Regions from separate parts of the Mus musculus genome. Here region 1 is linked to region 2. The links are chromatin contacts, called in public Hi-C maps. All regions are on one chromosome and are shown on one strand. The core of a region is the stretch at or near the end of the contact, and the rest is flanking DNA. Distances in the headings are between cores, read along the strand shown.

Region 1 (3,752 bases), core at 293-2,792, 220 kb before region 2:
GGGTTTTTTGGTTTTTTGGTTTTTGGGTTTTTGTTTTTTTTTTTAGTTTTTTTTTCCCGAAATCAAGACACTTTGGCCAGGTGTGGTGGCACACACCTTTAATCCCAGCACTCGGGATCGGGAGGCACAGGCAGGTGGATTTCTGAGTTTGAGGCCAGCCTGGCCTACAGAGTGAGTTCCAGGACAGCCAGGGCTACACAGAGAAACCCTGTCTCAAAAAAACCACACACACACACACACACAAAAAGACACTTTGGACCTCAGCCCTTCCACATACTTATGTCACCATCTCACCTTGTCATCTCTCCTGTTACCTGGCCAAGTACTTGTGGTTCATGTTGCTCCAGCTGGATTCAGAACGACATGTCCATATCTGCTGAATGTGTGGGCTCATTTGCTCTAGCTCTATACTGGGTAGTCATCTTGGCTTGTTACTCACAAACAAGCCCTTACACTCTCCTGCACATGGCTAACCTCCAGATAAATTTTGGCAACTGCCCCTCCCTCTAGCAAGGCAGAGGATGAAGAAGATGTTTTGAGTCATGGTGACTTAGATTTTTTTTTCCTACTGCTTTTCATTGAGAGTGTGAAGTGTAAGGTTCTTAGGGCACCTGGAGAAAATCAGCTATGCAAAAGCAAAATTACTTTAGAGTCTCAGGTTTTATTTTATTTAGCAGACTTAGCTAGATTTTATATTCTACTCAATAGCATTTTTGGTCCTTATTTGCTGTAATTATTGACTGCACAGGGATGAAGGCATGTCATGTGCATTGAAGAGTTCCTGAGACCCTAACCCACCACTCCCTGCCTGCCCCGGCAGGAGTAGGACAGTGATTACCCAAACACCATCCTGCTGGGTTGGGTTTGTTTTTGTTTTTGTTTTTTGTTTTTTTCTGAGACAGGGTTTCTCTGTGTAGCCCTGGCTGTCCTGGAACTCACTCTGTAGACCAGGCTGGCCTCGAACTCAGAAATCCGCCTGCCTCTGCCTCCCGAGTGCTGGGATTAAAGGTGTGTGCCACCACCGCCCTGATGGGGTTTTAAGTGTTAATGGGGAGTCCTTTTCCAGCAGTCACTCTACAATAGCTGCATTACCCTAAGGGAACCCCATTCTACTAGGAAGACAGCCAATAAACCCACCACAAGGTCACTGGCTGAGTACAGTGGTGACAGAACACACAGATTAGCCCAGGGAGTTGAGAGAATAGCCTGGAGGTGACCCCAGGAGATGAATCTTAGAGAATGAGGAGTTTGGTAAAAAAGAGACCTGAAAAAGAACAAAACGGAAAAGAAAAGTTATTCCCAGAGGTAGCACAGCAAAAGCAGAGGCAGGAGGAAACGTTAACCATTTGAGGAGCTGTGTGTAGGTAGATGCGGGGCTGGGGCTCTGATCAGTGGACCCTGGACTTGACGCAGACAGCCCGGTGCAGAAGACTTACTGGCACGAGACATTGGCCTGCTTTCTGGGGCCATGGACTGTAGTGGGTCAGCATGTTCCTTATACACATTGTAAACTTGCCCCTTGACCAGAACTGATGGTAGCGCAATGTCCCTTACATCCTGGGGACAGGTCATGCATAACAGGAAATAACTAAAGAAGTGGTCATGCCAGAGCTCAGCCTGGGGACAGGTCATGCATAACAGGAAACAACTAAAGAAGTGGTCATGCCAGAGCTCAGCCTGGGGACAGGTCATGCATAACAGGAAACAACTAAAGAAGTGGTCATGCCAGAGCTCAGAAGCCTTTCTTCTGAACCACAAATGAGGAAAACTTTCGACCTGAGCAGCTTCTGAGGAATCCTTTTTTTTTTTTAAGATTTATTTATTTGTTTGTTTGTTTGTTTATTATATGTGTGCACACTGTAGCTGTCTTCAGACACTCCAGACATCAGATTTTTGTTACAGATGGTTGTGAGCCACCATGTGGTCACTGAGATTTGAACTCAGGACCTTTGGAAGAGCAGTCAGTGCTCTTAACCGCTGAGCCAGCTCACCAGCCCCTTTTTTGGTTTTTCAAGACAGGGTTTCTCTGTGTAGCCCTGGCTGTCCTGGAACTCACTCTGTAGACCAGGCTGGCCTCAAACTCAGAAATCCACCTGCCTCTGCCTCCCAAATGATTAAAGACGTGCACCACAACTGCCCGACCTGAGGAATTCTTAAGCAGGAGCACAATGTGACCAGATTTGAATTTCTGAAATCTTGCTACAGGCACAAGAAGATGCTAGGTGGTCAGAGTTAAGGAAAGTTATTGCAGAATCATGGCCAAGTTATTACAGTGAAAAATTATGAGGGTCTCCTTCAGACACAGAGAGAGGTGGGGACACTTAAACAGATATACAAGAGATAAAAGGGACAAAGCATTGTAAGAGGAAGAGAAAAAGTTATGTGTGATTAATTCTCTAATTGTCTTAGTTCCAGCCTTATTGCTGTGAAGAGACACCATGACCATGGCAACTCTTATAAAGGAAAACATTTTACTGGGACTGGCTTACAGTTTAGAAGTGTAGTCTGTTATCGTGGCAAGAAACATGGCAGCATCCAGGCAAGCATGGTGCTGGAGAAGGAACTCAGAGTTCCACATCCTGATCCTCAGGCAGCAGGAAGAGACTAAGACACACTAGGCCTGGCTTGCACTTCTGAAACCCCAAAACCTACTCCCAGTGACACAGTTCCTCCAACACCACCACACCTACTCCATCAAGGCCACACCTCCCAACAGTGTCAGTCCCCTGAACCTATGGGGCCATTGTCACTCAAACTGTCACACTGATCAATGACTACTCGAACAAATGTCATTTTTCACTCACTAAGAAGCAGTGGCTGAGGCCTTTTGTTTCTCTCTGTTTCTAGTACACCAGAGGAGAGCCCATGCCAGTCAGAAGGTAAGCCTGATCTTGTTCCTGTGTCTCTGTTGTCAGTGCACCAGCTGCAGCTGATGACCGTGGGGCAACTCAAACCACTTGGTTCAGGAATGGAACATCATGGATTTTCTATCAACCTGTCTCCTTGACATCCCTTGACATGTAGAGAACTTTCACTAGAACCGGTATCTAGGCCCATTAGCTCCTAGCACTGGGAAGGCCATCAACAAAGGACTTTGGCTTTTAGCTTTTAGTAGGTGACATTATCCACCACTACCCCAGCTCCCTCCTCCATTGTCCTTTGTCCTCTGTCCAGTGCTTTGTCCTTCCCTTGGGAGATGACTGTCAGCAGTTTAGCCAGTGCCTTTCCACAGCAGCTTAGTTTCCAGTGGATGAACCACGTCTTTCAGGGTTTCTTGTGTGAAGCATCACGGTCATGTTACAAATGCTGTGACATTTATTCCAGCATGGGGAAGAGGACTTGAGGTGCCTGATGGGCTTTCCTAGAGAACACAAAAGGAAAGAGGGGAAATCGCAGTTAAGAACACTCTCTGCTCTCACAGAGACTCAGGTTTGGTTGTCACCACCCAAACCGGGTGATTCACAACTGCCTGAACTAATTCCAGGCAGTCCAATGCCCTCTCCTGGCCTCTGCGGCCACATGTACACACATGCACACACACACACATACACACACAAACTCATGCAGGCACACACACAAACAAGTAAATAAGTCTTAAGAAAAGAAAAGGAGAAAAGGGACCAAGGAGAAAGTTGGGGGGCCTCAGACAGCAGGCAGTTAGCTAGCTGTGACACACATCAGCTTGCCTAAGCAGGACCAAACAGTGACTGGCACAAGAATGACAAGCCTCTTCTCAGTTCCAGACAGCGCTA
Region 2 (3,605 bases), core at 729-3,228:
AGGGTTAAGTAATGAACATTGTAAAGTGCACTCCCTTGAGGCTCCCCTAATTCATACTTCAGCCAACAGTAAGTGCCTATTCTTCAAATCAGACTCCAGCGTTTGGTTTTCTCTCAGGGTCTTATTATATAGCCTAGGCAGGCCTGGAACTTGCTACATAGTAGACTGTGGATCTGTGATCCCACTACCTTACCCTTCCAAGTATTTTGATTATAGGGAAGGACCACCACGCCAGGCTATATTATCAGTCTGGAACCGGCTATTAGTAGAGGGTCAGACAGGGTTAGACAGCTTATTGGTCCATCCTTAGAATACAGATGGTGGCTCAGCACCCGTACGCAGTGATGGAGGGGATTCCCACACCTAAACATCTACACGAATAAAACATTCCCCAACCTGTAAGGAACACAGATTTCAATACATATACACAGCCTTGTAGAGATAAGGAAAATAATTAGGAGAGATGAGTTGGATGTGGTGACGTGTCACCAGCACTAGACAGGCTGCTGAGGCAGGAGGGCTGTTGAGAGACTCCGAAAAGAAAGGTGGGGGAAGGAGAAAGAGACAAACAGAGAAAAGAAATTTAAAAAAGAGAAAAAAGAAAAAGAATACACCATTAAGAGTGGATTGAGAGGAACACAGTTCTCTCTACTGCTGATGACCGATTCAGTCAGAAGGGCAGCACACTGGTTTAGGCTAATTGTTCATTTCCCTAAGTTTGGGACCACAGGGTTAACAATATCACAAAACAGCTCTGAGTAGGTCCCTTAGGCAGCTAGGGGAAGGCAAAGGACAGTATCACATGTGGAATCTAGAAGGCTTACGTTTGAGTCCTGTCTCTACGTGACCTTTACAGTCTTTCACTATAACCTTGGGCAAGACACAAGTTTTCTGAGTCCCAGTTTCCTCCTTCACAGAGAAAGGTGAATGGATTGTTGAACTGAGTGGCGACTATTTGCACCGCACAGTGTCCTGAACAAGACAGTCCAGAAAGTCTGGTGCTGAGGATTGATAGCTACTACATTGGGGGTGGGGGGAAGGGTTACTTATTTCAAATAACGATCTTTCGAGCATTCTCCTGGAACCCGGAGTTTGTCAATGTCAGTAAGTTTTATGAGGCGGATTTACAGTAGAAGCTGATTGAAGATCCTGACAGGGAGGAAGTATGCTGAAGGAGCAACAGGGAGAACATTCTATTTCCACAGGGTCTCGCTACCTCTGCCACCCTCCGTGGGAGACGTATTCCTAAGATTGCTAGGACACAAAGCCCCTGATGTCACTCAGAGTCCAACCTGTGTTCTTTTCTGCTTGGCAGGACGCCGTCAGTATGAGTTCAGCTTGACTCCTAGGACTCCTAGGAGAGACATCCAGCAATCACATTAACAAGCAACCTAGGACAAGCTGCTGAGAGGAGCGGAAGGGTTGAGCGGAGAGCACCGGGTTGGAAGGAAGCCTGCACGTACATCCCGGGGCCTTCCCAGGAGCAACTGGATCAAGCCGGTCCCAAAGAGCAGGACCTACTGCGGGAGGGGCAGTCACCGCCTCCCAGTGCGGGTGTCCTGGAGCTCCTGGTTGCCTGCGCCCGTCCCACGGCTCCCAGGTAGAGAGGCACCTGCTCCAGAGTTGCCCTCCCGGCCGCGAGGAGTCAGCCCTGTCCGTCCCGCCGGACGCCCTCTCCCAGCGGCACACCCCCCGGCCCTCCCCGACCCGCCCGGCTCACCTGAGTGAGCTGCCGGGAGTCCCGCCGCGACCCCGACCGCCACGCGCGCCTCTGCCCCACAGTGGCTCTCCCCGAGTGCGGAGAGGCCCCCGGGTCTCCGCTCCCCCGCTGCAGGGGTCGCGGTGGGCGTGGCGGGCCGAGGTCGGAGCCTGGAAGGTCCCCGGAGCTCCGCACAAAGCCCGCCCCAGCGCTGGGAGCAGCGCCGCGCCGGCTGTGTCCGCACCGCGCTCGCTCGGCGGGCAGCTCGCGGCCAGGCACAGGAAATGACCTCAGCAGCCGCAGCCTCCCACCGCGGGGCGCGGCCGGGGCCGCCTGGAGGGCTGGCTGCGCGCTGCGACCCCCAGACAGCGTGGGATCCCCGGCGGGATGCTCACCAGACTGGACCCTCCCTCCGCGGAAGGAGGTCCCAGCGAGTGTCTAGCCACCTGTAGGAAAGTCCCACCTGGTTACTGGGAGCGAGCAGTCTGCACAACTGATTTGGAGTTGAGAGAGAGAGAAGGGGGAGCGAGTCACTACAGCTCTAGGAGAACCTGTTTGTTTGTGTTTGTCTTGCTTATTTTAAAGGCGACAGCCAGGGAGCCAGAAGGGCAAGGAGCCCTGGTTTGCAATACCTAACTCACACAATAACAATTATACACCCAGAGGGAGTGGGACACTAGATGTTTGGTTAGGGGACTAGATGTTTGGTTAGGGGATGGGGCTGAGGAAGATGCAAATGAAATGTAGTTAGGAAGGAGCTTCTTCTAAGTGGGCGGCGGAACTCATGAAGGAGGTCCTGGGTTTAATTCCCAGCACACAAAATGAATGAAAGAAAGAAAGAAAGAAAGAAAGAAAGAAAGAAAGAAAGAAAGAAAGGAAGGAAGGAAGGAAGGAAGGAAGGAAGGAAGGAAGGAAGGAAGGAAGGAAGGAAGGAAGGAAAGAAAAGGGGAGGGGAGGGGAGGGGAGGGGAAAACAAAAGCTGCCTTTCCCAATTCCATAAACTGAACAGAAACAAAACACCCCGGGGCCTAGAATATTCACTCCAAGCACTCACCGAGAAAAATCCCCAGCCCCACCCCAGGTTTAAATCTGAATCTGGGGGTGGGAAGGGAGAGGGGAATTGCCCACGGAGCAAACCTCCTTAGGCATTCTCATGCACGGTTTTGAAAGCTCAGGAACTAAGGAAGGCAGTTAAATTGGGTGGGTGGGACTCCAAGTGACTTTATAGGCAAGACCTCTGGGTTTTGTGAAGGGGTGACACTTCCATACACTTTGAATAGGCAATCTTGAGCATGATATGAATTTCAAATTCAGAGGGCTAATAGTGGACACTAAGACTTTATCCGTTTTTGGCAGATCACCCCTACCCAAATGCAACTATTGTCATTATATATATTATGTATATGCATATTCATATATGTATTTATATGCATCTGTCTATATCCATATATATATGTATTTACAAACACCTTTTTTTTTAATTAATTAATTTATTTATTTATTTATTTTTTTTGAGACAGGGTTTCTCTGTGTAGCCCTGGCTGTCCTGGAACTCACTTTGTAGACCAGGCTGGCCTCGAACTCAGAAATCCGCCTGCCTCTGCCTCCCAAGTGCTGGGATTAAAGGCGTGCGCCACCACGCCCGGCTACAAACACCTTTTAATGCTAATTAAGCAGCCCTTCTTTTCACTCCCTCCCCGCCCCCCTTGAGATAGGATCACAGCAAGTATCTCCCTGGCTGATCTGTAACCCACCTTGTAGATCAGCCTGGCCTTGAACTCACAGAGGTCTGTTGGCCTCTACCTCCAGAATGCCAGGACTAATGATGTATGCCACCACACCCAGCTTGCTTTTTATTCTTGACATTATTAATTTGTTGACGCTAAGTGTGATGTATTAAAAACCT

What was found. A called contact is a pair of places that touch in the nucleus more often than the background predicts.
Region 1: a contact with region 2 is called in a Hi-C map of uterus, with 2.7 times the contacts expected there. The contact joins the enhancer-like site here to the promoter of Plekhh1 in region 2. A contact is called at or near these places in 1 of 39 promoter capture datasets (hippocampal neurons), 17 of 484 Hi-C or Micro-C datasets (the G1E-ER4 cell line, adipose-derived mesenchymal stem cells, cerebral cortex and 7 more), 1 of 115 datasets of contacts at active chromatin or transcription factors (astrocytes) and 3 of 9 other capture datasets (adipose tissue, liver and pancreatic islet).

Annotation. Positions count from the first base shown.
Region 1 is chr12:79,251,276-79,255,027 of GRCm38.p6, reverse strand. It overlaps Zfyve26 (zinc finger, FYVE domain containing 26), which reads left to right. Exons shown (of 42, transcript NM_001008550.1): 30 at 2,848-2,879; 31 at 3,738-3,752. Among named protein-coding and RNA genes, the nearest start is that of Zfyve26, 43 kb to the left of the region's middle. Within about 2 kb of position 1,542, at least 41 of the 459 cell types and tissues checked have an H3K27ac peak or open chromatin away from gene starts, as enhancers often do. A contact at or near this core is called in adipose tissue and uterus, where this site is marked.
Region 2 is chr12:79,027,536-79,031,140 of GRCm38.p6, reverse strand. Plekhh1 (pleckstrin homology domain containing, family H (with MyTH4 domain) member 1) reads right to left here and starts at 1,978. Exons shown (of 29, transcript NM_181073.3): 1 at 1,721-1,978.